Linked DNA regions of Rattus norvegicus: region 2 is linked to region 1. Evidence: chromatin contacts called from public Hi-C data. All regions are on one chromosome and are shown on one strand. Each heading gives the region's core, a stretch centred on a gene start, on an enhancer-like site or on the middle of the called end of the contact. The rest is flanking DNA. Distances are from core to core; before and after follow the strand shown.

What was found. Hi-C and Micro-C count contacts between places; a contact is called where the count stands out from the background.
Region 2: a Hi-C map of prefrontal cortex shows a contact between it and region 1, with 2.9 times the contacts expected there. The contact joins the promoter of Foxf2 here to the promoter of Foxc1 in region 1. A contact is called at or near these places in 2 of 12 Hi-C or Micro-C datasets (frontal cortex and prefrontal cortex).

The regions. Positions count from the first base shown.
Region 1 is chr17:32,842,794-32,845,493 of GRCr8, reverse strand. Foxc1 (forkhead box C1) reads left to right here and starts at 1,394. Exons shown (of 1, transcript NM_134338.2): 1 at 1,394-2,700. The coding sequence starts at 1,951.
Region 2 is chr17:33,050,005-33,052,704 of GRCr8, reverse strand. It overlaps Foxf2 (forkhead box F2), which reads left to right and starts at 1,446. Exons shown (of 2, transcript NM_001400749.1): 1 at 1,446-2,700. The coding sequence starts at 1,817. LOC120097779 (a long non-coding RNA gene) reads right to left here and starts at 1,415. Exons shown (of 3, transcript XR_005495507.2): 1 at 847-1,415.

The DNA of each region.
Region 1 (2,700 bases), core at 145-2,644:
ACTAAAAGGGACTCCCAGCAAGTCCTAGCCTTAAAGATTACCAGAGGAACCCTTAAAGATTATCTGAGGAACCCAAGGTGAAAAGTAAGTCACAAACACTTTTTCACAGGCTCTCAAACCCATCTTCAAGTAAAGGACTTGGTGTCCACTCTGTCAGAATTTTTTCTGGACCAGTTGCTGAAATGCAGGGTTGTTTTGCAGTCAGAGGGAGGCCTATCCTCTCAGACCCTCCATTTCCCCCATCTCATCTCTACCCATCCTGTTCCAGTCATCCAGAGGCTGCAGACTTGAGGTCTAATCACGAATTTCAAGGATCATTCAGGGATTATCTATCAGAATCTTTGAGCTGTCTTGTAGGTACAATTCTGAACACTTCCTCCAACTCAGACTCTATGAGGCAGCTGCCCTAGGATGGGCAGAGGCGGAGAGTGGCTTGGGGGAAGCCTTAAGCTCTTGGGCATATTTATCTGACTCTTCTTCATCACAACTGCTAATGTCACCAAGCCCTTTTGAACTTAACTGGCCCTATGAGCCAAAATGTGCTGGTCAGGACAAAGGGACAACGAGTGGTTTGTTGAGGAAACTTTTGGAATCGTCTTAGCCCGAACTCTCTAGTTCCTTTAAGCCCTGGAACGGAACGCTCGTGAACTCCGTGCTCCTCAATGTGGCCTACATAGTCTATCAGTTTTTTTAAAAAAAAAGTCTGAAATTTCTATCCTCTCCGATTACAGCTAGCAGGGAGTGGGGCGAGGCACCGAAATACCATCTTCTTCCTCACTGGAACCCCCGCGGCTGTGACCGAGCCTCTGAAACCTAAAGTCGGACTGGAGAACCTGCGGGTGAAGAGTGGATGGGATGTCAATGTGACCCGCGATAGCAGAGAGAGGGATGTTACGAAAAGGAGAGACCAAGGGATAGGGGGAGGGTTGGGAAGGCCGGAGAAATCCCGGCGCTGGAGACAGCAAGATAGACTAAGGAGTGAGGCAGATCCTGTGCGAAGAGAGACTCGAGGGCTCCGTGGAGGACTGGGAACTGTGGACGCAGGAAGGGTCCTGGGGCCAGTGAGGACTCCGAAAGTCTGCAGTCCCCGAGAACGTCAGGGGGTGAAGGGCAGTGTCTGGCAGTGAGTGGGTGGGTGCGGTAGTAGGACCGACCGCGGGCTGCGGGCAGGGGCGCGGGCGCCGGGCCCGGGCAGCCGGCGCGCGTGTGGTCAGCCCCGCGGTCCTCCAGCAGCCAGGAGCGGGCCGGCGGAGCTCGGCCGCTGGCTCATTCACAGGCGTCTCTCGCCTCCCATTGGCTGCCGCCTCCGTAGTGGGGCGGGGCTCCGCTGCCCGGAAAAAAATGTAACTGCGTAAAAAAGTCCTAGCCTGGGTGACGGATGCTCAAAAGTTCAGAAGTTTTCCCAATGCTTCCTTAAGCGGCCGGCGCAAGAGACTGAGAAAAGGTGACGCGGGGGCCCGGGAAGGCGGCCGGCGCGCTGCCCCCGCCCCTGGTTATTTGGCCGCCTTAGCTAGCAGCCCCGAGCAGTGTCTCCTGGAAGGCGCAGGCAGTGGCGAGCAGGGCGCCTTCTTATTTTTATTTTTTTAATTTTTTTTGAACTTTTGTCTTTTTTTTTTTTTTTTTTTTTGCCCCGACTGCGCCTGGAAGTTGCTCTGAACGTTCCTCCGAGGCGGCTTGCGGAATCCTCGTCCGGCCCTCTCCCGGTTGCAGCGACCCTCCCTCGCCGCCCGCGCGGGAACTGAGTGGGCAGCGAGGCGCCAGGCGAGCGCAGGGAGAGGCCGAGCAGCCCCGGGCGCAAGGAGGCGGCCGCGGCCCGGACAGACGCAGCGCGGCGGGGCCCGCAGCAGCTCGGCGCGGCCGGGACTCGGACTCGGGGGCCGGTGCGGCGCGGCCCGGCCCGAGCGAGGGTGGGGGGCGGCGGACTGCGCCTGGCGGCGGCGAGCCGGGGCCATGCAGGCGCGCTACTCGGTGTCCAGCCCCAACTCCCTGGGAGTGGTGCCCTACCTCGGCGGCGAGCAGAGCTACTATCGCGCTGCCGCGGCGGCGGCCGGGGGCGGCTACACCGCCATGCCGGCCCCTATGAGCGTGTACTCGCACCCTGCTCACGCCGAGCAGTACCCGGGCGGCATGGCGCGCGCCTACGGGCCTTATACGCCGCAGCCGCAGCCCAAGGACATGGTGAAGCCTCCCTACAGCTACATCGCTCTTATCACCATGGCTATCCAGAATGCCCCGGACAAGAAGATCACCCTGAATGGCATCTACCAGTTCATCATGGACCGCTTTCCCTTCTATCGGGACAATAAGCAGGGCTGGCAGAACAGCATACGGCACAACCTCTCGCTTAATGAGTGCTTCGTCAAGGTGCCCCGCGACGACAAGAAGCCAGGCAAGGGCAGCTACTGGACGCTGGACCCGGACTCCTACAACATGTTCGAGAACGGCAGCTTCCTGCGGCGGCGGCGGCGCTTCAAGAAGAAGGACGCGGTGAAGGACAAGGAGGAGAAGGGCCGACTGCACCTCCAGGAACCGCCGCCGCCGCAGGCCGGCCGCCAGCCCGCGCCCGCGCCCCCGGAACAGGCCGAGGGCTCCGCTCCCGGGCCACAGCAGCCACCCGTGCGCATCCAGGACATCAAGACGGAGAACGGTACGTGTCCCTCGCCGCCCCAGCCCCTGTCCCCGGCTGCCGCCCTAGGCAGC
Region 2 (2,700 bases), core at 197-2,696, 210 kb before region 1:
TTGTAACGTCTTTACTGGGTCCTGCACTCTCCTCCTTGCCCTCCCTCCCATCTTCCCAGACTCCTCAGTACACACCAGGCAAACGCAGACTTCTCAGGGCTGGTGCATTACTGTGCCTTCCTTCTATTTGTCCCCCTGGTGGGCATCTCCTTCCCTCTGGGCCTGGCCACCAGCCCTTGTGTGGTCAGGCCTACTTCAGCCTGCAACTCTCTTTGCAGCCCCTGTCCGAGGTCAGACTACATTTCCCCGCACGTGTAATCCAATAACTAACTGTCGGGTCTCATTGGAATGATTTCTCCCGAGGGCCATCTCTCTCTGAGCCGACTCTTACCGAGAGGAATAAGCCACAACTGGAGGAGTGTTCTCGAATGAAGTGAGCTTGGCCATGGTACATTGGGGGGCGGGAAGACTGACACTGTAAACCCACTGGCTGCTGCGCTTACCTTCCGTGTTGATGATAAATACAACTATCTCCTCACCTCAGGCAGGCTCTCCCTCTCCCTCTCTCTCCCTCTACTACTCTCTCCATGACGTGGAAATGACAATCAGTGGAAGGTGGAAGTAAATAAAAATCGGAATCCATTCGACTCAAGAGAGTCCCAAGTCCCTAAAAGTTGGCCCAGGTTTCTCCACCCAAACCCCAGTGCTCAGCTGAAAATATGCTCATAACTGCCCTGGGCACAGCTCAAAGGCGCCCTGGACTTGCCCTCTGCTATGACCTCTCAGAAGCCTGCATGTCCAGCCAGAGAGAGAAAGAGAGGGAGAGAGAGGGAGAGAGAGGGAGAGAGAGGGAGAGAGAGGGAGAGAGAGGGAGAGAGAGAGAGAGACCCAGGATTGGCACATTACCTTGGGACGTCTGGCACCCTGGCGTGTGGCTGAGGGCCGCACTGTCTAAATGAAGTTGACAGATGGTGTCAGTTCGGGCACTGGGGACCGTAGCTAAGGAAGCTCTTCCAGGGCACTGTCTCCCCAAAACTCAGTCCCCACAGGGTCCGGCGGGGGTGGAGGAGGGGCAGGGTGTGTCCACTCACGGGTTGCGGGGTTGGGGCACTTCTGTGATAAGAAACGGGCTGCTGGAAGGGACAGAGAATGAATTGCTGAAGTCAGAGGTAGTCGAGTCTTGCCAGGATTGGGAGTTCTCCTCCCAGCAGAATGCCTGAGGATCTGTAGCCCTGGCTTTGAAGAGGGCAGATGGGGAAAGGGAAAGAGCCCGAAAGGAATTTGTAGTGCGAGCAGGACCCCGGAGAGTCCGGGAGGCGATAAGAGCAGAAGCCCGCAGCCAGGTCCAGAGGGGGAGGAGTGACGCGAGCCCAGTGCGCCCTCCCCGTGGCGGGCGGCGCGGAGCGAGGAGGGGGCAGGGCGGGGTGGGGTGGAGGGAGGGAGCGAGGGAGGGAGGGAGCGAAGCGGCCGCGGGGAGGGCGCGCCAGGGAGGAAGTCCAAGAGACAGAGAGAGGAGCACTCCTGAAAGAAGACGACGGGCTAGTCCCCGGGGTCCGGGCTGAGATCTTGGCTCGAGGGCGCAACTGTCCGGCCCCAGGCAGCGTCGCCTCGGTGGCTTAGGAGACGGTTGCGCAAGGCGCGGGCCGGAGGCTCGGAAGAGGGATGCGCGGGGCGTTGCCTTCGACCCGCCGCCGCCGCCCGAAGCCCCAGAAGAGCTGAGGGAGGCGACGCCGAAGCGCTGGCCCGCAGTGGCCCCGGCTGCAGCGCGGCCGGCGCAGTAGGGCACTCACTCGGTTTGTGGACCGACCCGGCTCCGGCGCCGCCAATCTCCGTCCGGGGTCCACCCCCCAGGCCGGGCCTTGCTCCCGGCTCCCAGATGAGCACCGAGGGCGGGCCTCCGCCACCCCCGCCGCGCCCGCCGCCTGCCCCACTCCGCCGCGCGTGCAGCCCGGCGCCCGGCGCGCTCCAGGCCGCCTTGATGAGCCCGCCACCCGCCGCCACCCTGGAGTCCACCTCGTCGTCGTCCTCTTCATCCTCTGCTTCCTGTGCCTCGTCTTCTTCCAACTCGGTCAGCGCCTCGGCGGGTGCTTGCAAGAGTGCGGCGAGCAGCGGCGGCACAGGCGCTGGGAGTGGGGGCACTAAGAAGGCGACCTCCGGGCTGCGACGGCCAGAGAAGCCTCCTTACTCGTACATCGCGCTCATCGTCATGGCCATACAGAGCTCGCCCAGCAAACGCCTGACGCTCAGCGAGATCTACCAGTTCCTGCAGGCGCGCTTCCCTTTTTTCCGTGGCGCCTACCAGGGCTGGAAGAACTCTGTGCGCCACAACCTCTCGCTTAACGAATGCTTCATCAAGCTGCCCAAGGGCCTCGGGCGACCGGGCAAGGGCCACTACTGGACCATCGACCCGGCCAGCGAGTTCATGTTCGAGGAGGGTTCGTTCCGCCGGCGTCCGCGCGGCTTCAGGCGGAAGTGCCAGGCTCTCAAACCCATGTACCATCGCGTGGTGAGCGGCTTGGGCTTCGGGGCCTCGCTACTGCCCCAGGGCTTCGACTTCCAAGCGCCCCCGTCAGCGCCCCTGGGTTGCCACGGCCAGGGCGGCTATGGTGGCCTCGACATGATGCCCGCAGGGTATGATACAGGGGCGGGTGCTCCGGGCCACGCGCACCCACACCACCTCCACCACCATCACGTCCCCCACATGTCGCCCAACCCGGGCTCCACCTATATGGCCAGCTGCCCGGTACCCGCAGGTCCTGC